Linked DNA regions of Mus musculus: all the other regions are linked to region 3. The links are chromatin contacts, called in public HiCAR-type and promoter capture Hi-C maps. All regions are on one chromosome and are shown on one strand. Each heading gives the region's core, a stretch centred on a gene start, on an enhancer-like site or on the middle of the called end of the contact. The rest is flanking DNA. Distances are from core to core; before and after follow the strand shown. Region 1 has its middle 28 kb from the start of Gm11998. Region 2 overlaps Spata48 (spermatogenesis associated 48). Region 3 holds the start of Fignl1 (fidgetin-like 1). Region 4 has its middle 82 kb from the start of Gm12002.

Evidence for each region. Promoter capture Hi-C pulls out the DNA fragments that hold promoters and counts their contacts. HiCAR-type assays count read pairs that join an accessible place to other places.
Region 1: a contact with region 3 is called in a promoter capture Hi-C map of pre-B cells. The contact joins the enhancer-like site here to the promoter of Fignl1 in region 3. A contact is called at or near these places in 5 of 39 promoter capture datasets (the C10 cell line, embryonic stem cells, hematopoietic stem and progenitor cells and 2 more), 2 of 15 datasets of contacts at CTCF or cohesin (CD8 T cells and the NIH/3T3 cell line), 2 of 484 Hi-C or Micro-C datasets (bone marrow-derived macrophages and nephron progenitors), 9 of 115 datasets of contacts at active chromatin or transcription factors (the 230-238 cell line, CD8 T cells, acute myeloid leukemia and 6 more) and 4 of 9 other capture datasets (adipose tissue, liver, macrophages and 1 more).
Region 2: a contact with region 3 is called in a promoter capture Hi-C map of the HPC-7 cell line. The contact joins the enhancer-like site here to the promoter of Fignl1 in region 3. A contact is called at or near these places in 16 of 39 promoter capture datasets (the C10 cell line, the HPC-7 cell line, cranial neural crest and 11 more), 2 of 15 datasets of contacts at CTCF or cohesin (CD8 T cells and embryonic stem cells), 2 of 484 Hi-C or Micro-C datasets (bone marrow-derived macrophages and nephron progenitors), 12 of 115 datasets of contacts at active chromatin or transcription factors (the 230-238 cell line, acute myeloid leukemia, bone marrow-derived macrophages and 5 more) and 2 of 9 other capture datasets (adipose tissue and liver).
Region 4: a contact with region 3 is called in a HiCAR-type map of astrocytes, with 2.8 times the contacts expected there. The contact joins the enhancer-like site here to the promoter of Fignl1 in region 3. A contact is called at or near these places in 5 of 39 promoter capture datasets (the SN4741 cell line, embryonic stem cells, hippocampal neurons and 2 more), 1 of 15 datasets of contacts at CTCF or cohesin (the NIH/3T3 cell line), 9 of 484 Hi-C or Micro-C datasets (the C2C12 cell line, Sertoli cells, cerebellum and 5 more) and 5 of 115 datasets of contacts at active chromatin or transcription factors (astrocytes, cardiomyocytes, embryonic stem cells and 2 more).

What each region holds. Positions count from the first base shown.
Region 1 is chr11:11,526,001-11,531,884 of GRCm38.p6, forward strand. No RefSeq gene overlaps it. Among named protein-coding and RNA genes, the nearest start is that of Gm11998, 28 kb to the right of the region's middle. Within about 2 kb of position 2,916, at least 75 of the 459 cell types and tissues checked have an H3K27ac peak or open chromatin away from gene starts, as enhancers often do. A contact at or near this core is called in the 230-238 cell line, CD8 T cells, bone marrow-derived macrophages and 2 more, where this site is marked.
Region 2 is chr11:11,495,943-11,502,310 of GRCm38.p6, forward strand. Spata48 (spermatogenesis associated 48) reads left to right here. Exons shown (of 9, transcript NM_001347068.1): 7 at 459-566. Among named protein-coding and RNA genes, the nearest start is that of Spata48, 35 kb to the left of the region's middle. Within about 2 kb of position 4,174, at least 13 of the 459 cell types and tissues checked have an H3K27ac peak or open chromatin away from gene starts, as enhancers often do. A contact at or near this core is called in CD8 T cells and the HPC-7 cell line, where this site is marked.
Region 3 is chr11:11,807,517-11,813,860 of GRCm38.p6, forward strand. It overlaps Fignl1 (fidgetin-like 1), which reads right to left and starts at 1,446. Exons shown (of 3, transcript NM_021891.3): 1 at 1,379-1,446.
Region 4 is chr11:12,229,783-12,235,731 of GRCm38.p6, forward strand. No RefSeq gene overlaps it. Among named protein-coding and RNA genes, the nearest start is that of Gm12002, 82 kb to the right of the region's middle. Within about 2 kb of position 1,784, at least 97 of the 459 cell types and tissues checked have an H3K27ac peak or open chromatin away from gene starts, as enhancers often do. A contact at or near this core is called in the C2C12 cell line, the SN4741 cell line, Sertoli cells and 7 more, where this site is marked.

The DNA of each region.
Region 1 (5,884 bases), core at 1,666-4,165, 280 kb before region 3:
GCAGGATGCTGTGTGGTTAAATTGACATTTTGATACAGTCTTGTAGTTTATAATAGGCTTACTGATGAGCTGATCTAGGCAGAGGCCTATCATAAGTCCAGTTCCGTCTGCTGTACATATTCTCTTTCTAGTTATTTAGTTGCAGAGCCACCAGGGTAAGACTCAGACAAAGGCAAAGATTCAGGAATGAACCACAATGGAGAACAAAACCAACAGCATCCATTTCTTTCCACTTCCTGACTGTTGATCAACATGACCAGCAATCTCATGCTCCTACTGCCCTCCACACATGCACACACTGCTAGACTCAACTTTCTCAAATCATATCATAGCCAAGAATTTATCACCAAATTCCATGTCTTAGAGACCTTCCCTAATATTTTCTCCAAGAGCTTAATTTTAAGTCTTATATTTAGTGTTCTGATCCACTTTGAAGTAATTTACACATATGATATAGGTAGAAATCCAAATTTTCTCATGGTATGTTGTGCAAGTAAGGTTGAGTCTTCAGTTTCTTGCTTCTATTTATAAAACACATCTTCCTCTTAAAGAACAAAGGACAAGTAAGTCATTCTTTCCATAATGTACCTCTTAAAACACATTATTAAGTCCTTGAGAGTATCACCTGTTATACTTTGATTCTATTTATCCCCTCTCCCTAACTCCTCCCTGATCTACTGCCACCCAATTCCATACCCATTTTGTTAGGTCTTTGCCCTAGCAACAGAAAGACACCAGTACACATGTTACCACACAAAGATGTCTCCTCTTGTCCTCCTGGAGTTTCTCTCCTGTCTTTACTGAAGTGCCAACACATGAACAGATTCAGGTCTACAAGGAGATAGTCAAGCAGAGTGAGCCATCAGCCAGTCTTGCTGCACGCATGCATTTCTCTTTGCCTTTGTAAGAATGTGTATTCAGTTCATATATCTGTGTTGATTTGGTGTGGTCAATACAAGCATGGCTGGGTGAGACTGACTGTGTCCCTCAGGAGCTCTTCTTTATCCCCCACTGGATTTTATTACCTTTATTATTTATTTACATGGGGTTGGGGTGCACCATGCCATGCATGTGATGATCAGAGGACAAATTACAGGACTCAGTTCTTTTCTTCCACCATGTGAATCTCAGGGATGAAACTTGGCTAAGCAGACTTGGTCACAGGCACTGCTTCCTACTGAACTGTCTTACTGACATTTCCCTTCATTCAAGATGTGTGAACTGAATACACATATGTGTTCTTTAATTTGAACCAAACTACATTTTCTGTGCTCACAGACGAGAGCAAGAGGAACTCAGATACCATGGTGCAAGCAGCTAAAACTTCTACCGTACAGCACCAGTGATGGGTAACCTATCAAGCCACTTTCATAGAAACCCTATATACTGTGATGTCATTAGTGATATTATCTTTACAGATCATGACATGGAGCTCTAGAGGGGTGGATCATTGCAGAGTGGTACTTGACTCAGTGGTCTTGGTTACTACACAAGGAGAAAGGGGCCTTGGAAACAAACAAACCGAGAGGAAAGGCTTAGCCGGAGCTGAGTAAGGACTTCTGGGGCAGTAAAGATGAAACTCAGAAGATACCTGGGTGATGCACTCTAGATCTTGAATGCTATTATGCATTTTTCATGACTAATTAATGCCCTGCTTTCCCTGTGATTCTATGGGGCTTGTGTTTACTCTTTCACAGTTAATTAAACTAATGCACCATCCCTGATAGCTATGCAATTATATTACCTAAGTGCTTTATACATGGCTGGATCAACAATCACAACAAACAGTTCAGTTATCCACACTACCATCAGCCGATGTCCAGGACAAAATCGAAAGAGATCGCTTTACTGATTCACCCCTGAGGAACCTAGATCAGAGGACTGCATTCTGGAGGCCGTGGGACTCTGGAGGCTCTGGAGGCACTGGTCACACTGCAGCAAGCTTTGTCAGGGCCGGGGATTCCACTCACCTCCATTCCCAGAATGCCAATGGTGTGTCTTGTGCTCCACCACTCTTTGAAACTTTCCAGGAAAGAAATCCTGTCACCTTAGCAGAGTTCCTCATCCATCCAGACACTTCCGTTAGAAATTCATTTTTGTGTATAATAAATTGCTTCTACTTGGCGGAAAATCATTTCTCGCTGTTATCTCTGCTATCGTGACTTCTGCTGCACTTTAATGGACTTCACCTGATTATACGCTAGTCATTAAAAGCTTAGTCCAGGGTACAATGGTATCTTATGTAGAAGGATCCATGAGAGCTTTATAGAGGCTTACCAGCCACAGCCTTAATTTTACTCATTCGTCTTAATTTTTTGTAATCATTTTTTGTAAAGAGGGTATAATGTCAGCCTTGCTTCCCGGCCTCTGACAGATCCAATCTAGCAGATAATTACCATAAGGAAATTGATGCTTTAGTGTGCAGGAGAGAATTTAATTTACTCAGACATCCTCCAGTACAATGCATTCCAGAAGATATGAGGATTTAAGTTTTTAAGAAATTAAATTTTACTATTTAACATGATTACTTATGTTGAACATCATTAACTAGCTTTTTTAACTGTTTGAAATAATTACAAGCACACTTGCTATGTCTAAAATCCAGGCTCTGCATTAAATATGGGTTAAGGATCCATGAAATGAAAAGAAAGACCTGCATTCTTTTTTCACCCTCTCCCATCTTCCAAAAACTGCTTTTAAAACATTCAGAGCAAAGCTAAAATCGTCCTTCTGAAGATACAGACTCCTTTCGGCACACAGCTTTAAAGCGTACTTTAACATAAGTGTTATATTCTCTGGTTTGGCCGGTTTTAATTTTTAAATCTCACTGGGTCCGGTGTGGGGCGAGGTTCTCAGTATGAAGGAGTAGAAGAAACGGGAAGCGTTACGGTAGGAGGTGGTTATGCTGGTGCACTTTCACAAAGGCAAAAAGGATGGGTGAGCAGGAAGAGATACCACTTCCGGGGCTTGTTCATTTTTTATAGTCTGGAGGGAAAGAAAACACACACACACACACACACACACACACACACACCTCTCAATGTACACAGGGCCACATAAGATTGAAGAACAAAGACAAGATATAAAATAAGCTCAAGGAAGCCAGGAAGGCCCTTCGTCAGTGCAGCTGTGTGACCAGAAGCTCCCGGGACCTTTGCGTTTCTTTGAGTCCTCTGCCTTTGTGAACTGATTCCCAAAAGTTCCTCAATCCTTTCCTAAATGTGAAGTGAAACACTCAACAGGAAATTTCTGGACAAAGTCTGCCCAGAAGTTCCCTTTATCCAGTGCCTCTCCACGGTCACATTTCCTCTCGGGAGAAGCCAGAGCCTTCTGCATCTGCTGCAAACCCTGTGACCGTTTGAGGAAGAGTGGGGATTGCCCCAGGGTCCTCGTTTAGAATTCCCCCAACCCCGGGTGCGGAACCTGGGGGCTGTGGTGGTCCTGCTCAGTGTTGCCTTCTGAATACATGTAGTGGGCTCTCTTCATTGCCAGGTCCTGTCCCTGATGTCTGCCAGATGGAAGTTGGTACATGCAAGCATGGTGCATACATACTGCCCTGTCCAAGCATCTGAAAACTCAAATATAATTTGACTCAGGAATATACTTGAATATGTGACTTTAAAACAAAAGGAAGTGAATCTGCATGTTAACATGTAGTGGGTGCTCCTGGTTTGAAGAATTCCCATGATACAGGCTCAGGACAAATTCTGCAAACCCATAAACCTACTGATCCATCTTTCAAAGCATCTTGTGAGGTAGATACTCCTCTCCAGACTTTACAATGCAGAAAATGAGACTTAGATGAATGGTTCTTGTTTGTTTTTTTAAAGGCATTTTTATTCATTCTTTGTGAACTTCATACATTTGTACAATGCATTTAATCATTCACTCTGAGTCCTCCCCTAACTCCTCTCAGATGTGCTCCCACTATCTGGTCCCCTCTCAAATACTAATCTGTGCTGAAATGAGAACCTTACCCTCCTTCAAGCCAATCTAACGGAATTCCTCTTGAGCTGCTGCTTCATTTAGTTACAATCAAGATCTATCATCTATTCAATCATTTCAAATTAGTCAGTCACTTATTCACAAACATTTGCCAATAACCACCCCATGCAACTGTGCACTGAAGATGCTAGAGGCATTAGGGATGCCAGATAAAAATTAGTGCCTGTCGTAGCTGCTCACTGCTCCCTATGTAGAGACACATCTCTAGGGACCCAGGAACACAACCATCTTCCAGTCTGAATTGCAAACACAATAGGAAAGGGCCCCTCATACCCTGGTTATTCTTTTCCCAGTTCACCACACTGACTGCATCCCCCAACCCTGACCACAAAAGCACAAGCCAGAGCTTCCTCTTTCCCATAGGCAAACTCTTGCCAGTGTGGGGTCTTCACATCTGCTCCCAAAGAAAGATATATCTTTCAAACACTTCAAGTTAACCATTCCACTGACGCATTAGTCCTGCACTGAATCTTCTCTCATCTGGTTCCCTAACAAGAAAAGGAAAGTTGTTTATGCTAAATAGACCCAGCCTTCAGAGTCAGAGTCAGCCTGTGAATTCTGACCTGCATCCACAGCTAGTTCTCCTTCCTAGGGTTTAGGGAGGAACATAGCAACTCAGACACAATTCCAACCTGGTTGAGATCTACTTAGATGACACAGATTAGACATCTCACATGGCAGCCATTCGACACCAAAGAATCACATTTGTCCTCAGAAAAAATAACACAAAATAGTGTATACATTATCCCTGAGACTTACCAGGGAGAGTGGAGAAAACAGTAGGCAAGAAGAGCATCTATCTATTAATGCCTCGCTTTCCTCCTCCCCTCCCTACACAGATCCTCCTGAAGCCTAATATAGCCTGTTTGAATATTTATTTGCAATCCATGTGTTCTGAGATTTAGTGAATGGAAAATTCCTTCAGTTTACAATTGCTAATAAAATGTTTTTAGGACTTTAGTACATAAGAGATTGATTACCAGGGCCATTCCTACACCTTATAGGACACTTCTTTGATTAGGTTAATTTATAAATAACTACTCCCCAGAGTCTAGGTCCTTGATGTAGCCCTTCCCATCTGTCCTGTCTGTCACTCCAGGTCCAGTGCCAGACACAGAGTAGAGTGTGGCTATTTGGAAACAAAAATAAAAGAATGAGTAAATTTGAGAGTTGAAGTCTCAACTTCATTGTTTTTTGAATGTACATCTACTCTACTGGGCTCACAGCTTTGTGGCCTATCATTCATTCCCTCAGCCTAGCAGTCTTCAAACCCTGATGGTAGCTGTGTACAAATCACTCAGGGCAAGCAGGCCACAGAAAGATGGCACTCCCTCTGTATCCCCCAGAGGACACTTCAGAGACAACTACTGATCTGTGTGAACTCCTTTAAGTCAGTTGGGGTTAATTCTTGAAATTGATTTTTTCCCAAACACCAAAATAAAGTGTTTTACTTTAAAAATACAAAACTCAATGTGGTCTTTCCTAGAAGGAAAAACTAGACTGCACCCTTGGAGGAACTGTGCTTGGATCCACCACACCCTCCACATGAAGTCAGACCTGGTGCATATCCCTCCATTATCTGGCTTTCTGCAGATCTGAACTCACATTCTATCAGAAGTTGGTTTTATAACCCCAGTAGAGCAATAGAGACACCAAGACACCCACAAAACTTTCAACCCAAAATTTATCTTGTCTACAAGAAATGAAGGCATGGGGGAGGAAGCAAAGACTGAGGGAATGACCAACCAATATCCCACCCAACTTGACCTATCCCATAGGCAAGCACTAATTCCTAACACCATTAATGATACTTTATAATACGTGCAGACAGGAGCAAGTTGTCTTCTGAGAGGCCCCATTCAGCAGCTGATTCAGACAG
Region 2 (6,368 bases), core at 2,924-5,423, 310 kb before region 3:
TTCAATGGGGCTGACTGGTATTTTATCCTAATCACCAGAAACCCTTGCTACTTGACCTGCTGATGTACTCAGACTTTTAACATTCTCTGAGAGCTCATCACTGTGACCCAGGGTCCGGACACCTGCCTAGGGTATGCCCACACAGGAGCCTTACTGTCTCCAGCAGATACCAACACCAACCTACCCACCCCCTATGTCCTGGCTTCTACCTTGTGTCTTGAACAGCAGAAGCCCAGCCTCTGAACTCTGAGACCCTGCGCTCCCTCCTTATCAACTCGCTGACCTCAGCGTAGAGGACTCGCATTCAGAGGACAAAAAGCCCTCCCTCCCTTTCTTGTATCTCATTCCAGTTGTCATCTGACATCATATTTTCCTTCTTGTGCTTTTGATCAACAAATCTAACATTCCTTATTTGCTTTGTTCGACTAATCTAAGTCCTTTGCTTTTCCCTTCAACAGTGGTCATGTGCAGAGCACAGACGCTGACAATGTGGACAATCCCTACGGAGATATCAAGTCTGTGGCCAGTCCTAGGCACTCTAAACTTCAGTATACAAACTCAAGCCGGTAAGTGCCATTCTCACCTATCACTAAGGATGAAATTTCCTGATGGAGTTACAAATGAAAGGAAAAGAAGTCACCTAGCTTGTTATTAACCAAAACTTACAAAGAAAGATGTGAATTTCCTGAAAGAAATAGTCACCTATATGAAATGACAGTTTGGGGGCTCACCTGGGGTTCCTTGAGTAAGTCACTTTATCCCTGTGACATCAGTGTCTCCATCTGAGTCACTGTCACAAAGTGCTTGTGTCACAAAATGCCACCAGGGACAGAGAGCATTCATAAAGGGCCTTGGCTGACCAACAGGTCATCAGTCCTTGGATTTTATAACCATCAGTTCTGAGAATCTCACTTTATATGGTGTCCTTATATATTAACCTAAGTCCTATATATGTTAAATGGGCATAAAATGGCAGAAATGACAGGTACGTCTGCCTTAACCACAAACGAAAATTCACTGAACAACTCTTTAAATAAAATTTAAGACAACTCAAAATCAAACATTCTGAAGCTGAAGAGAAGGCTCAGTCCTTAAGGGAGCTTTCTACTCTTGTAGAGGACCCAGGTTTAGTTCCCAAGAAGGTCAGGCACTCACAACCACTTGCTACTCCAGCTCCAGAGGACTGGAGTTCCTCTTCTGGGCTCCAGCACCCACATGCATGTGGTGAACAGACACAGGCACTTGTATAAATAAAAATAAATCTTGTTTAAAAAACTCAAACCACCTAGCCGTACATCCTAAAGTTATACTAAGTTATATTTCCATGCTAAGAATGATGCTACAAAACTACTAAAAGTCTTTCATAATTGAATCATAATATTTCCATGAAATCTGAAACCCCTGTCTATATAGTAAGTCATGCAGTTTAAGCAGACACAGTCTGCAGTCTGAGCCTGCATGCTTCAGTAATTGGCGTTGCATGGCCAGATGGTATGAGCAGGGCAAAGGACTCATGGTGTGTGCTTAGAACCAAGGCAGCCGTCAAACAAAATGATAACACACAGGTCACACTGCCTGAACTACCTCAGGTTATTACAAGTTGATCATGAATCAGTTTGGGGTGATTCTGCATTCAGAAAAGTATTACCAAATTTTTATGATGCCCACATTCAGTTATATGGCATGATGCACAGTCTGAGAAACTGTGCCATAGAATGTATAGACTCAGACAGACCTTCTTTGTCCTAAGATTGCATAAACCCATCCTAAGTCATTCTCACTTGGCAACACACAATGCTATGGGACTGGAACTGTTCCTGTCTGGGATCCTGCACCTGACTCATGGTTCCATGCTGCACCCTAGCAACGTAACAGAGAACTGGATCTCATAGAGTTAGCCAGGGAAAAGACCTGCATTCAAACTCAAGGCACGCTTTCTACTGAATACATACCACTTTTGCACCATTATGGTGAGTCAGAAAACAAGCTAGACTACTGCACATCCCTCTATAGTAGATGTTATAAAATGTTTTCCTTGTTATGTTAGTTTCTTCCTATTGTAACCTTAGTAACTTCTTATTGTAACCTTAGTTACTTTCCTTTGTTACCTTAGTTACTTTTCTATTGTTACCTTAGAGACTTTCCTTTGTTGCCTTATTTCCTATTGTTACCTTAGAAACTTCCCTTTGTTGCCTTAGTTACTTTCCTATTGTTACCTTAGTTACTTTCCTATTGTTACCTTAGTTACTTTCCTATTGTTACCTTAGTCACTTTCCTATTGATAAATTAGTTACTTTCCTATTGCTGCAATAGAAATACCATGGCCAAGGCATCTTGCAGTAGGAAGGGTTTATTTATGAGTGGATCTTATCTGGGAGGAAGCAGCTGGAACAGCAACCTGAGAGCTCACCAACCAACCAAACAAACAAACAAACAAACAAGGAAAGGCAAGAGCAATGGAACTGGTGCAAGGCTTTGAAACCTCAGAGCCTGGCTTACATGATGTACTTCCTTCAGAAAAGTCATACCTCCTAAACTGCCCAAAGAGTGCCACAGACTGGGGACCAAATATTAAAACTCCCTAGACTATGATGGGGACATCATGTTCAGCCTCCACAACTGTTTATGGCTGTTGTACCCCGGAGCTCTTGTCTCTAGCTGCATATGTATCAGAAGATGGCCTAGCCGGCCATCAGTGGAAAGAGAGGCCCATTGGACATGCAAACTTTATATGCCTCAGTACAGGGGAACACCAGGGCCAAAAAGTGGGAGTGGGTGGGTAGGGGAGTGGGGGGGAGGAGGGTATGGGGGACTTTTGGGATAGCATTGGAAATGTAAATGAGGAAAATACCTAATAAAAGTATTAGAAAATGTATATAGCGTATACATACAGGCTCAGAGCTTTGCTTTAGGGTCAGAGGATTTGGGTCCAAAGACCTGCAGATATTGAAACTTGAAGATGCTCAAATCCATATATAAAATGCTTTAATATTTGGCAAAACATACTGTGTGCATCCTCCCTAGATTTCTTGTGATAGCTAGTACACTGTACATGCATCTAAGTAGCTGTCATACTACATTGTTTAGACACAAGGACAAGAAATGGTCATTTTGAGGGGCACATTTTTAAAGTTATGTTGTTTATTCAGTTATCTGAAACAGTGGTTGTATTATCTTTCTTCCATGCTACAGAGTTGTCAAATGTTAGAGAAATTCTCACATTGGTTTCTGTGATTGACAGCTCTTACCAAGGACTTCATATAGTCATGGCATAAATTGTTGCAACTAGCTGAATGTTAATTAATTTTATCTTTTAAAAGATGTTATGCCCACAAACAGAAGTAGAGAAATTTCTTATTGGATCACCTTCTGCTATATTCTGTTGTTAAATATTTGGTTTTTTAAAATCTCCTGTATTTTGTTTATTTCTATTATTAATTTAACCTAATTCCTTTTTCCTCTCTGTCAGGCTATAAAATATCCTTCAAAATTAACTTTAGCTTTAGTACATTTATATAAATTGTTTTATCGAGGAATTTAATTAAGCATGTCTGTCTAGGGCTGGAAGAGCTAAGAGCTGTCCTAATATAGATATAAAATAGAAAAGAATTTGCCTCCAACAAGCTAAAACTCTTGGTGGACAGACGATTTCACACACACACACACACACACACACACACACACACACACACACAACTGACTTTGCTTTTTGACCCATGACTGTGGAGATGTCATTTTTACATGTAGCACTCCAAAGGCTGATGACACCTACCACCATTTGTCAAGTCTGAGGGAGCCAGTGTAAAATTCTCCCATAAATTCTGCAAGGAAGTCATTACTATTTAAACAATAATTCTTTTAAAAAATTGAAAGGAGAAAGCCAACCTTAAAGTGTTCACCAAGCATAAGATTTTGGTAATGTTTCTTTTTATTCAAGTATATACTTAAACTTTGAAATGTTTTGTGAGACAACCTTGCTTTTGAAATCAAACTTTCCTTGGAGTCATTCTTAAAAGAGGCTGAAACGAAAATAAGAGGCATTTAATTTTTTTTTAAATGTAAAAACAGGGCATTTCTTTGAAGAACTTGGGAGAGTGCCTTTTACCTTATCTTGCTGAAGCTTGTGTTTTCATAGACAACTGACATTTAGCTGTGTTTCTCCGATATGAGCGCTAGAGGGCGTCCCAGGTTGCAAAGTTTCTTCTCGTGATTGATTTTCTGGTTTTTAACAGAATCATAACCTTTTAACACAACAAATGTTGCCCATTTTTATCATGAAGTGTTTATGGATGCTGTGACACACAGTGTCGTTCTTAATACACTCAACTGCGAAGTAAATGCCTGTGTGTGTGTCCACACCGACCTCGCGAAATAGATTTCTAGTGAACTCTTCTGAACTCCTTGTGCCCCGGGAACCTCGCCATCTCCTTCCATGCTCCAAATGAGAAGCCCCGCATCTGGCTTTGTGCTGATCTCCTGCTTGCCCACTTGGTAGTTGTACTACCTACAGATAGGTCTCAAATTAAATGTTATGTATTTTGTACAATATCACACTGGGCTAACAAAATTATAGAATTTATAAAATATGTCTTCATCTCAATAAAGTCTCAAATACGGAAATTCAAATTTTTATTTTGTACCAAGTAGGGGAAAACAAATAAACAAACAAACAAATGTCCTATTCAAATGCAAGCATGACTTTCTTTGAAGTTTCCCAGCTTAAAGGAACTTCTTACCTAAATGTACCCTGTGATATTCTTTAGGGTCTGGAAGATTGATGCTTAATCATGACCTTACATTTACCAAAATGCTGTCCTTCAGCAACACAAAACATTACCCAGTAGATTTACAGTGTCCTGATCAACACCCCACGCCCCTACCCCACCCTCACCCCCACCCCTAGCAGGGCATTATCTTTCAAACTTCCTTCAGGTGATTCCTTCCTTCCTTCCTTCCTTCCTTCCTTCCTTCCTTCCTTCCTTCCTTCCTTCTCCTTTCTCTTCCTCCTCCCTCTTCTTTTCCTAGTTATCAGGTCATCTGGACTACATTGGTGAAGAACACTTCAACAGTTTAAAATGTAATTCATTATTTCTGTTGTAGAATTGAATTTGATCATAATAAGAATTGAGTGCAGAAAACAATAGCAAACACAAACTCTCCCATGAGAACATAACTGCTATTAGACTCACCTTTCCCGCTTGTCATATGCCCTTCTCACTCTTGCTGATATATGCCCCAGGGAGCACCCACTGCTGTGATATGCCCCAGGGAGCACCCACTGCTGTGATATGCCCCAGGGAGCACCCACTGCTGTGATATGCCCCAGGGAGCACCCACTGCTGTGATATGCCCCAGGGAGCACCCACTGCTGTGATATGCCCCAGGGAGCACCCACTGCTGTGATATGCCCCAGGGAGCACCCACTGCTGTGATATGCCACAAGGAGCACCCATTGCTGTGATATGCCCCAGGGAGCAAGCACTACCTCTGCATTGCAGCATGATTGTGAAATAGACTTTCCTAAACACCATTTCTGTTCTTTCAAATGTAGTGTACTTGAGGGATTTAAATTCATATATAAATTATTTCCTTTCTCTTTTTGCTATTATACATAATCCCCTCAAATATTTTTACATATGTCTTTCATGATTTAAAACTATTTCCTTAATGGAGATTCCTTTCTAATAGATTACAAGGTGAAAATTTAGCAGCATTCTCAAACCAGTTGTTTAGTCATTTTCCAGAGCTGATACAACTATCCCATGTTTGTGCTCACCTCTAGTATTAGCATAGCTCACCTTCTAACATCTACATATCCTGATGGAACAGTAATCCAAGTATTTTTAAAGTATAGGAAGTAAACTGTCTCTTTGGTTTTTAACACCAGTGTTGGAGATTTGATGATCCTTTATCTATGTGTCTATGAAGTCTGTGATATATGTCATGGTGTGTCTATATTCACACACAGAGTTTGCATGAATGTAAGATTTATAAATAAACACTGATCGTTTTCTCCACAATTCATTGAATGGTTGCATAATATTCCTCTAAGACACTACACCAAGTTTATATAAGTAACTTCTCACTAAAGCATTTTCCTGTTATAACCAATGAAGGAAAAATAACTTCTGCATTATATATTTTCTTTACAATTATGCCTACATACATATATAACACATCCATACAAACAGAATCATGACATGTTTTCTCATTATAAATGACAGTTTCTTAATTTTGGCACTTGTGGAAGATCCATTATCTAGATGTAACCTGAAACAAGCCATTTGGGGCTCCTCATGTCATTTTCTCTGACCTCAGCCTCCTTGTCTGCAGAACGGGAACAGAACTGGTTTCTGCACTTCTGGCTT
Region 3 (6,344 bases), core at 196-2,695:
TTCCAGTCAGTCATATCCCACAACTACATACAACCCAAAACAGTCTGTTGCTCAATGACACAAGTACTGACCGTATTATCTAACACTTCTAAGTCATTTTAACCTTTGTGCTTGATAGAAATCTATAAAGTATGGGCAACCGAGTTACATTTCAATTTTCTTTACTTTGTTAATTTTCTGATTAAGAATGTTTTGGTCATTCAAACTAGACAGGAAGCTTCTGCAAACAAGAACTACTTCTCATTGTATTTAGATTTTCTTTAGTACGTAGTTCATGGTATCCACTAAAATGATTAAAAACTGGAGGGCCTACTATATTCCAGACATCATTTTTGAACTTTACAGAACTCTAGTTTACTAGTGGCAAAGTAGCATAGGAATTTAGAACACAGGATCTGAAGCTGTAAGACCTAGCTTTAGACACTGGACATAAAAGTTTTAATTAATTGTAATAAATTGGGGAAGTCTGAGAGCAACTTGCAGGAACTGAATTTTCTCTTTTTACCAGGACAGTTCTTAGGGATTCAGGTCCTCAGGTTCGGCAGCTTTGACCCACTAAGCCATTTCCCAGGCCCTGAATTCTGAATACATAATCTGTTCTTTCAGCAGTGACTCTGAGAATATCTCTTAAGCTATGTCGTCACCTGGGGAGAAACAGCGTGCACCATTATTTAGCTGACAGGTTGTTGCATTATAGGGTCCCCAGAACTTAGAAATATGATAGATTATGAATTATTATTTCTTCCCTTTGGAAGGTTCCCCCCTCAGGCCGTAGCGACTGCGTATGGCCTGGAACCAGTTATCACAACTGAAAAGTATCTTTAGTCCAACTGCTCGGGGTCAGGAGTGTGTCTGATTTCTAGGTATTGACACATACATCAGGTAGGGGACTCCATTCTAAATACAACTCACGTATACTTAAAATATACATTAGCTACATAACCAGACGGTTAACTGTAGATACTATTTTCTGAGCAGGAATGAATTTAAAAAAAAAAAAAAAGTTTCATGATGAGGATGTTATTTTAGGCGTCAAGTTCAGATGCTGGAGCATTTCTGATTTTCGGAGAAAATTCACCTGTGTTAGTATTGCCGAAAGCACGAAACTCAAAATGAGTACATTTAGGTGGCAAACCAGCTACAGCATTCCCAGCAGTCCTAGCGGGGGGTAGCTGTGGCTGACTGACCCCAAACCGTCACGCCCAACGGCGTCCCTCAGCCCCAGCCGCCGTCTGGCCGCGGGCTTCCCAAGGCCACCCTCTCCGACAACCCGAGGCCAAGAACGGACAGAAGAAAACAAAACCAAAGTACACCCGGCATGGCAACCACAGCCTCCGCCCGCCGGCTTAGCGGCGAACAGCAGCCTACCGGGGCCCACCTGTGCTCCCTGCCGGGACCGCAGCCACCGAAAAGCGCGCCTTTCGAAGTGCGCCTGCGCGAAGTGACGGCTCGGCCCGCGTTGCGCATGCGTGTAGAGTAAGGGCGGCTGAGCGCGCGCTGCACGCAGCGTGAGGGCGGAGTCTCGGAAGGCCTGAGGTCACCGCCCAGGCCTTAACGCGGGAATTTGGGTTTCCGGCCCGCGCTCTATGAGGGAGATTTAGCCCGCGCGGTGGCGATAAATCTAAGCAAACCCTTGGCTTCCCGTTCACTGCAGCCTTAATATGTTCTTTTTGCCGAGCTAGGTGCTGCAAAGGCACCTAGGCAGAGGCAGTGAGAGAGGAAAGAAAGCTCAGGAGTGTAGAGAGCACGAGTCCCCTGGGAGGGCGAAAGCGGCCCGGGAGGGGGAAGGGGAGGTGTAGCCTCCGGGCCGCCACTCCAGAGCCTGCCCGCCCCGGCGCCCTCCGGCCTTAACCAGTTCAGCAGCAGCTATCAAATAGTGAGACTCGAATACAGGAAGGTTTAGCAAAGGCTACAGCCAGCATTAGACGGAATACCGAGATTACCGAAGTAGTAGCTGGCAGGGGTCCAGTAAGAACTGAAGAGCTTTTTTTTTTTTTTTTTTTTAAAAAAACTAATCGTAGGTAGCTAAAACATGGACAGTCCTGGAGTCACCGAGGGAACTTTCCCCTCATAGCTTTGGGCCCCACCTCACCCCACCCCCACCTCTCTATTACCAACCAAGACGGCTTGCAATTTGGGGAGAGGTCACCAAGGGTTAGGTTCTTAATTGTTTGTATAGGCATAACAAGCCATTGGGTCAGGCTCCAAGCAGTCGGGAGCTGATTGTCAGAGAGGGGAGAGGAGGGGGGCTGTGCTGGGTTGTTGGGTGGTTTTTTTTTTTTTTTTTTTGGTTTCTTTGTCTACAACCCTCATCGCTAAGCCTGCCTGTTTTCACTGGGAAAACTGTACTTTTCTTTTATTCATCCTATCTCCTTCAAATACTGACCAACACTCCTAACCCTGCTTGCTCTACGGCTCTGGGCATTTTTAATCAGGCTGAAGACCTTCCTTACCCATGCAGCCATTCCCAGGCCTGCATTGTTGAGCCTGCCTGCCTTTCTGACCTTTAACTCCAAAAGCATGGTCTCTTTTCCCCTTATCCGTCTGCCTCCTCCAGAGGCTGCCAACATGTCTAGCTTGTCTTATTTTTCCCCTAAATTCAAAATTGCCTTTCGGTTTCCTACTGAGTCTGGGTTTTGTTTTGTTTTAATTATTTTTTTATAAGACCAGGAATCCTGCAAAAAGCAACATTATTCTCTGGCGTCCGTCTTTTTTAAATTGGCTTTGTTAGGCTCACAACCCAGTGTCTACTGTGGAAGAGTTTAAGGCTTAAGCTATGCAAGTAGTAAACTTGCTGACCGAGAACACAAACTGCTTTTGATAGACTCTATTTTCATGGTCAGAAGTTATTGGACCTGCAAGAAAGAAATTGCCACCTAAGCAGACAGAACTGGTCCTTGGTGGGAGAGCTTCTTCTTGTTTATGTATTTATGAGTTTATAACCATAATCTCAGACAATGCTTGTTACAGTTCAGCTGGCTAATTTGTTTTGATCAGAGAAAATAAAATGATCCCAAATAATATGCATCCTCTGCCAGAAAAATTGTGTTTGTAAGCTAGCAAGATGTCTCAGGTAAAGGTATTTATTTCCTGTGCAACCTTGGTGGCCTTAGTGTGGCTTCCAGAACCCACGAAAAAGTGGAAGGATTCAAAACAACTCCACACAGTTGTCCTTTGACTTCTAGGCACATGTCCTTTCCCCACAAACACACAATAATAAGTGTTTATAAAACTGTGTTTGGCCGGGCATGGTGGCACACGCCTTTAATCCCAGCACTCGGGAGGCAGAGGCAGGCAGATTTCTGAGTTCGAGGCCAGAGGTCTACAAAGTGAGTTCCAGGACAGCCAGGGAAACCCTGTCTCAGGGAAGAAAAAAAAAAACTATGTTTGTAAGCAATGTGAGAAGTGGGCTGTTGTAGAGATAGGAAAGAAGATGGGACAAAATTAAATCTGTCTCTTTTTCTGAGATTCCCCGAGTACAGTTGGATCCTGAAATCCACTTCAAACATGCCTTGGTGAAAGAGGACCCGTGAAGATTGGAGATGTAGCCAGCCATTCCTCGGATATACAGTCTAACATGAATGGAACATACAGTCCTAATGAAAAGTTTTCATTAGACGGTGCTCTCCCCTACGACCAGAGGCAGAATTTTAACAAGTCTGACAAAGTTCTCGTTAGCCTTTATATTCCCGAACGGGGCAACCTTCACTCTACAAAACAGAACAAGAGCCGGTACTGGGCAGGAACAGAAGGGTGAGCTTCGTAACGCAGGGAGCCGAGCCTGTCGGAAAGGAGCTGACAGGTTGATTCAGCTCACTTCAGCTCATTTCTCTTGTGAGGTTAGAGCAGACTTAGTCAAGCTGAGGTAGTTTGGCCTCTGGCTGCTGTGAATTTGCTGTGTTTAGGAAAAACTGGTCCATGTGTGGACTCTTCTGCTTCTAGTTTGAACAGGCTATGGGGTCATGCCATAATTCTTCTTGTGACTGTTTATTGCATGTCTGCTTTGGGGAACAACACAAGTTTCTTTAAAAAGACCTTTTCAAATATTACCAGTTTATGCAAGCAACTTACTTTGCTAGTAATTTTGTATTGTTTTTCCCATTACTTTTTACAAGGGTAGGTTATGGCACACAGAGAGAAGTGCTCAAGAAACAGATTTTGATACCAAAGAAGTAAACACTATTAATATTTGGGAATTTATATTATTCATTTAAAAAAATTAATACAGCAATCATTAGGCCAAAATGCTATTGGGTAAGTACCATGTTTCCTCAAATGTGAACTTTCTGAGTAGAATACCAGTAATACCATTTTTGAGTTTATGCCATTGATTGGATTCAATCAATGTTAAAAGTTCAATCCTGCCTTGCCTTGGGGTCTTGTCCTATATCCCTTTCCCAGGTCCTTCTATCTCGGCCTTTTCTGTGTGCTGACTCGTATTCAGTCAGCCTGACTTGGATCTCCAGTTCCAGGAAGCCTTTTCTCTGCTACGTTCTAAACAAGAGATGTTCCAGGATAAGCCTTTTGTTGGCTGTCTGCTGTGTCCAGATAAGTCTAGGGCTTTCTCAGCTCCAGGTTGAAGTGCCTGGAATCAGTGAAAACCTGAGGTCTAGCATCACGCATCACTGCCACCAGAGGTCACTGTGCTCCAGTGAGCAACTGCAGTAGGCACAGATTTAAATGCACTTGCTACGCGTCCCGGCATTCTCAATTCGCTTTTGTTTGGTTGGTTTTGATTTTTCAAGACAAGGTTTCTGTGTGTAGCCTTGACTGTCCTGGAACTCGCTTTATAGGTCAAGGTGGCCTTGAACTCAAGAGATCTGCCCACCTGCCTCTGGCTTCTAAGCACTGGAAGCAGTAAAGCACTAAAGCACTATGCCTGCCTGGCTTTGGAATACTGACTTCTATCTGAATAATGTATAGTTGGGATCAAAGGCAAGGTTTACCCAGGAAGATAAATGGATCTTGTCCCATAAGCACCAAATCCCAACCCCCACCCCCCACCCCCCACTGCCATGCAGCTTACCTCATAGAATTTTTCCTTTTTTTTTTTTTTTTTTTTTTGTTTGTTTGTTTTTTGTTTTTCGAGACAGGGTTTCTCTGTATAGCCCTGGCTGTCCTGGAACTCACTTTGTAGACCAGGCTGGCCTCGAACTCAGAAATCCGCCTGCCTCTGCCTCCCGAGTGCTGGGATTAAAGGCGTGCGCCACCACGCCCAGCTATGGAATTTTTTAAATAGGTATTGAGTTGCTATTTTTAAATGTGGATAGCAGCACCTGGCATAGAGTAAGTGCGGGTGTATGATTTTGTTAACTGGGAGGAAGCGCTTCTTCCTGTTTCTAGGGCTGGGTGTTTTGGTGTCTGAGCACCATGTTGAAGAAAGGCCAAGAAGATGGGATGTGCTGCTAGCAACTTGACACAAAGCTAGAGTCATTTGGGAAGAGGAAAATGCTCTCACTAGATTGACCTGTGGGACATTTTCTTGATTGAAGATTTATATGGGAAGACTGGCCTCACTATAGGCAGTGCCACCCCTGGACTGATGTGGCCTCATTACTGTAAGAAAGCAAACTGAGTAAAACAACATTACCCCATGCCCTCTTCATCAGGTCCTGCCTTGAGTACTTCCTTGACTTCTTTCATTGATGGGCTGTGATGTGGAAGTGGGAGCCAAATCAACCCTTTCCTTCTCTAGTTGCTTTTGATCGTGGTGTTTTATCATAGCACTAGAAACTCTAATAAGACAGTGGATGCACTAAAAATGAGCCGTAGTTAGACAAGACTGTACCCTTCCTGGGTTTGAACATAAGCTGAGATCTTAGACTCTATTCCCTAAAGATTCAGAACGTTTAGATAACCCCTACCTCCCATTTATGCAGTCTAGGATCCAAGCCCAAGGGAAGATGCCACCGGGGGGCTGATTTTCACCACCTCAAGTAACATAATCAATATAATCTCTCAGAGTGTGGCCATATGCAACCTAAATTAGAAATTCCCTGGAGGCATGTCTCCTCGACGATTCTAGATCCTATCAAGTGGATACTCCATATAAACGACCATACCTGTTAGTAACACAAGGACCTCATGTGAATGCCGTTGACAATTCTAAAGTCTCCAAAGGACCAAAATACACTTATGCTGGGACTGCGGAGATGGCTAAGTAGCTAAGAGTGCACACTGGTCTTGTAGAAAACCCACTTGGTTTTTAGCACCCACAATTAGAAGGGTTATAATTGCCTATAACTGTAGCTCTAGAGGATAGAATGGCCTCTTCTGGCCTCCTTGTGCAACATGCACACACGCACACACATATACACACACAATTAAAAATAAATCTACAAAAA
Region 4 (5,949 bases), core at 534-3,033, 420 kb after region 3:
TGTAAGTGAGCAGGCAGACTGGCCAGGACTGCTTTGCATTTCCCACAATGCTCTGTCTTGTGGCTGAGTTTCTGCTTGGGAATAAAGCTGAGCGAGCAAGCACACGTGAAGAGAGCTGGATGCTCCGACTCTCTCCCTGCTCAGCCTCACCCCAGGCCTTGTAGTCCTAGGATGTTGCTAGCAGCTTCCCAGCCTAAGGTTACAGCCATAAGCACCAGGCAAGCAGAGTCAGTATCTCCATAGCCAGAAGCCCCTTGTAGGGAGGCCCAGGCCTGGTGGGGCCTAGAAAGCCTCCTCTCAAGTCATGCTTCACCCCTTTCCTTGGGCACTCTTCAGGTCTCAATTTCAGATGCTCAGGAATGTTCGTTTGTACTAGGGTCTGTATCGTACCTGTCTTTCCTAGTTCTCAGGCAAGGTATGCAAGAAGTGATGTCCTTATTGCTCAGATGCATCAAAAAAATGCAGAGACCAGATCATCCCAGGGCCTAGCAGTCCTGATGGATGATGCTTGGATACGAGGAGGTTTTAGTGAGGGACCAAGGTCCCCAGGAGATTTCTTTTTTTTTTTTTCTTTCCATTTTTTATTAGGTATTTAGCTCATTTACATTTCCAATGCTATACCAAAAGTCCCCCATACCCACCCACCCCCACTCCCCTACCCGCCCACTCCCCCTTTTTGGCCCTGGCGTTCCCCTGTTCTGGGGCATATAAAGTTTGTGTGTCCAATGGGCCTCTCTTTCCAGTGATGGCCGACTAGGCCATCTTTTGATACATATGCAGCTAGAGTCAAGAGCTCCGGGGTACTGGTTAGTTCATAATGTTGATCCACCTATAGGGTTGCAGATCCCTTTAGCTCCTTGGGTACTTTCTCTAGCTCCTCCATTGGGAGCCCTGTGATCCATCCATTAGCTGACTGTGGGCATCCACTTCTGTGTTTGCTAGGCCCCGGCATAGTCTCACAAGAGACAGCTACATCTGGGTCCTTTCGATAAAATCTTGCTAGTGTATGCAATGGTGTCAGCGTTTGGATGCTGATTATGGGGTGGATCCCTGCCCCAGGAGATTTCTGGTTCAGGGATCCTGAATCTGCCTACCCTTCTCAGACCAGCTATAATTCAGGCTGAAATATGCACTGCTCAGGCACAGCCTTGGTTCTAACCAATGAGAAACAGTTTTTTCCTCCTGGGACTAGAGTACTTCCTGGGGTATAATGGACAAGAGGAGAGTCAGATTTGGGCCTTAGAGTAAGCTCAAGTGTCATTTTATGTCCCTGAGCCTCCACTGGTAGAAGGAGGGAACTGATGAGACCAAGACTTGGCTATTTGATAGATTCAGGAAGCCCCTGTGGACTCCACATGGCTGAATCATGGCAATGCTTAAGCGGCCCCTAGTTACTTGTCCTACTAAGTTACTTACTCCTGATTGTATAACGAAGGAGAAAAGAGCAAAGCAAATGAAGGCAGAGGAGAATGGTGGGCTCTGGCAGCTGACCCCTTAGCTCCTGTGTGGTCAAAGATGTCATAGGGCCTTGGTAGCTCCTCAGATCCACCTGACAGAAGGCGGCTTAAAAAGCCCACTGTTGCTATCACTCAGAAAATGTTGCTGCTTTGTCCAATATCCATGATGTCACTCAGGAAGATCTGGAATGGTAAATGTCGTGGTGCCATCGGAGGAGGACTTCAGCTCTCTGAAATAGAATCATGACTTAAGGGCATACTGCAATCTGCTTTCCAGGCTGAGCCTTTCTTACTCATGTGTGACTCACCCCTGACTCCCAGTGGCTTCAGCATTCACACAGCCTTAGTCTGAGTGGCTCCTAGCCATCTTGTTCTAAGCCCCACCTCAGCCAACTCCTTATCCCCGGTGCCAGTGGCTCTCTGCCCAACCTGGGGCTTGGCCAGCTGTACCCTTGAGTTGGAAACCTTCCAAAGAGCCCATTCTTCGTCCCTTCCCTGGCCACTGCCATCCCTGCAGCCTGGAGTCTCTCCAAGGACTCTGAGCTGCCTTGCAGGAACACTGCAGTCTCCCTCTCTTGGGCATTTGCCCACGAGCCATTGGCCAAGCAAGTCTTCAGGAGTTTTGTACTTAGAATTTGCTGCCAGTCTCGTTGGGGCAGACTCTGCCCATGGCATCAGTCCTGTGTTCTCAGGCTTGACGCTCCCACATGAATGAGGCCCAGAGAGTTCCGGGTCACAAACACCAATAGACTCCATTGAGAAATGAGCATGGTAACAAGAAGCACCACATTCCACAGAGGACTAAGTGGCTATAAGTGGCTTTTCTTGGGAGGTGGCTGGGTTTTGGAGGATCAATAGATGTTCTAATAAAGCACAGTAGAATGAACCCACATGGTATTTTCAGAGAAATGAAAGCTGCTCAAGCTTTCGAGTGCACAGAAGCAGAGGAGCAGCAGCCAATCTGAAAGGCTACAGCTCAGTGGAGGGGGCACTAGCCAGACCTACGCCAAGGCCAGCTCAACTCCAGTCAGAGTCAGGGTATGAAGGTGGTGACAGGGCCCACACTGTTGCTTTCAAAGACCTGGTGAGGCTGGGTTCGGAGACAAGGTGGAGAGCAATGAGTGGTCCTATCCTTGATTGACAGCCCACTTCCTCCTGTCTCATGAATCTCAAGCCTCCGCAACCGGAGGAAGGGTCTCAGATGCAAGCCCCAAAATCACAGTGCATTGCTTTCTTCAGAGGAGTATGCCAGGCAGTGTGAGGCAAGCTGCTGCCACCTGCACTCACTCGGCGCACACCCCAGTTGGGCTCATGGCCAAACCACTCATGAGCAGGTGCCAGCATAGTTAATCGCTTCTTGATCTTTCCGCTTTGAACACATTTGTATTTCTAGTGGAACACAGGAGTGGGTGGCAGCACTTAGCCCTAGGAATGTCTTTGCAATGGAACAGAGCCCTGGTGCAGAACCTCAAATCTGAAAATCTGAGTCTCCCGCAGACAGAACCCTGAGCAGCCCAGGCTCCCCTAGCCCTCTGGCTATCCCCTGCTCCTTTCACCTGGAAAAAAGCCTCTCTCTTGATGCTCACTTGAGGGGCTTCTACCCTGACCACCCACGAAGAAGAACCTCCAATCTTTGGCCCACATCTTTTCTCCCCCAGGATACTTGTTACACTCTTGATTGGCATTTCCATGTGGCTACTTGCCAGCAGGCTTACTGGAAGGGAGAGACACTAATTTGTAATTGTCTCCAGCACCCATCGGGGATTCCGACTTTGAGAAGCTCTTCTAGTGTTAGATGGGAAGAAGGAGAGATGGAAGAGGAAAGGAAGACACCAAGGAAGGAAAGAAGGGAAGGAGGGATGATGGTTGGAAGAAGGAATGAGGGACAGGGGAAGATAGAAAGGAGAAAGGGAAGAGGAAAGGAGAGAAAAATAGAAAGGAGGATACGAGTGTACCAAGTGCTTCTGCACTCCTGGGCTCAGGGGTAGATTCTGAGGACAGAGCCTTGAGAGGAGACAGAGCACAGCAGTGATTTGGGATGCTTGCTTTCTCCACAACTCTTCATCCCTCCCTGCCCCAAGAGCATCTGTCATGCTAGCCTTCAGCTTCCTTGGGTCTTCAGAATCTCCTGTCCTTAGTCCTCTGGACCTTTCCTTCTACCTGGTGGCTGAACTAATCCCCTCTTCCGTGACAGCGGAATTCTGCTATAACAAAAAAAAAAAAAAAAAAAAAAAAGAATTACCAGGAAAAGTGTGCCACTCTGATGGAGTATTAGAGGAAATGCTGGGACCAGTTGGTACCTGAATCCCATGTGACCATATTTGTGGCCTGCAGGGCTATCCATGAAAGATTACTCTCAGTTAGCCCTGAGGGTCTCAGTTTGCACAGATGATGGCTTCTGGTCCTAGAAAATGTTCCAGGCCCTTCAGGAACAAGGTAGGATGCTTTGAGCAGAGGAGAGATGTCCCCTGAACTTTTTTGGATGCCTTGAGCACTTAATCCCCTACTGAAGAAGGTGACACCATGGTAGAGTCTAAAACCATGCTCAGACCAATTTGTGCTACTGTGCATTAGAGTGACTGCTCCTCTGCTCAGAATGGAGAGATGTGGCTGTTCCCAGGCATAGCTTGGGACAGCAACCAAGTACCTTCATCCCTTTCTGATCCACGTACATGGGATAAAACAGGACAATGGAGCCATTGATCCTACAAATTTATGAGGTGATTTGTTTGATCTGCTATTTGTTTGGCTCCTTTATTTCTTTTTGCTTCTGTGATGGAAAGATATTGACACACTCTTGTTTAAATCTTTTACATTCCAAACCATGAGACATGTGTCCCTGAAGTTAACATGATGAATGACATACAGCATAGTGGCCACCTGTTGGAGGTGGTCTCATCAGCAAGTACTGTGGAGCTCCCATTGAGCTCAGTGGCCAGAACACTAACTGCATATAGGTCTGAAGGTATGAGGAAGGCACAGGGAGTGGAAGCTGGTGTAGTTTGGAGGCAGTAAAGAGAGCCACAAGAAGAAGCATTGGGCCAAATACCTACAGCCATGGAATGAGAAAATCACAGAAGAATTTAGTGATTAGCAAATGTTTCCTTGTCTTTCAGACTTGGAAACCACTGAAGCGAACCAGTCAGGAGGTGTAGGCACAAGGCCCAGACACACACAACAGAGTGGGGTCATGGTCAAGAGTGGCAAGCTGGCAGGACATACAAGCCAGCAGTTTTCCAGATCAGGAGCTGAGTTGAGGGGCTTCCCAGAGGAATAGTAAAGGGCACTGTCTGTGCAGCAATGATGCTTATAGCAGGACGTCTGGGGGTCTAGCACTTAGAAGGCAACATTCAAAGTTGAGTTGGTTATGCAAGTTGTACAGGGCCTACCTTCTGAATTCTGAGAGTCACAAGCAATTTTCTTCTTGGGAACTGATCAGAAGGTTTATAAGGTTAGATCCATCAGGGCAGAGTTGCCAGTGTTCTCTCTGGCTACCAACCCTGCAGGGGTGCCTGTAAGGACTTCTTACAGGCTCCTTTCTGGCCGTTATGTGCTACACATAGGCAGGGAGCAAAACAGACCCATCTTGGGCAAGAGGTGGAGAAGCCTGAGCTTTGGTTATCTCCACTAGCCTGTGTTTTCCTAAGAGACCGAGGTTTGCACTGAATCTTAGTTGCACACTTTGTGGGCTAGAATCTGGCCATAGAGGTTATGGATTTTATGAGCTACACTGTCATAATTTTGGAATGCTTTTCATAATTATCTGGGCAATGTTTGGAGCTGAGCCATTTACTTCCTGTTTGAGAGTTCTCACCTTTTCTCTCTGCCTCTGTGTTGCACAATATGGCTGGAAGGGAGCGAGTAGATGTCTTTACAGGCTTCCTGCCAGGATGATGACCTAAGTTAAGGCTGTTGAGGTTTCCCTGAGTGAACCCAACCTTTCCTGCTACTTGCCTCGAGGCTGATCTTTGCAGCCAGGAAGGTGAGAGATGAGTAGCTGGGCGTGTGAAGAACAGTTAATAGAGGCTGAGATTAGACGAGGTAGGGAGCAAGAAGTTATGAGGTGCTCATAGAGTGGGGGGGGGGGGTTGTCTAGGGTAAGGCTGAAGTCTCCAGGTGAAGGGTAAGGGTAGTGGAGGACTCTAGGCATCACAGGCAGGGGACATAGTCAAGGCATATAAAGATTACCTCCCAGGTTACCTTCCATAAACGGGTGGTTGGATGCGGACAAATGAAGCAGTGGGAGGCCTGTTTAGACTAGGGAGGGGCAGGAGAGATAGAGCCTAAGAAGCTGGTAGGGTGAGGGAGAATGCAAACTCAGCTGATGGGGCGATGGGAGCTACAGAGGGTTGCTGAGAGAATGTAAGGCACACGACAGACCTGCCTAGTCTTCTTAGCCTCTAGTTTGCTCATCTGGAAGATGGTGCTTTGATATGTGTGTTTACCAAAAGATGAGACAGGAGTCATTGTGATGAAACTTAGCAGAGGCCAT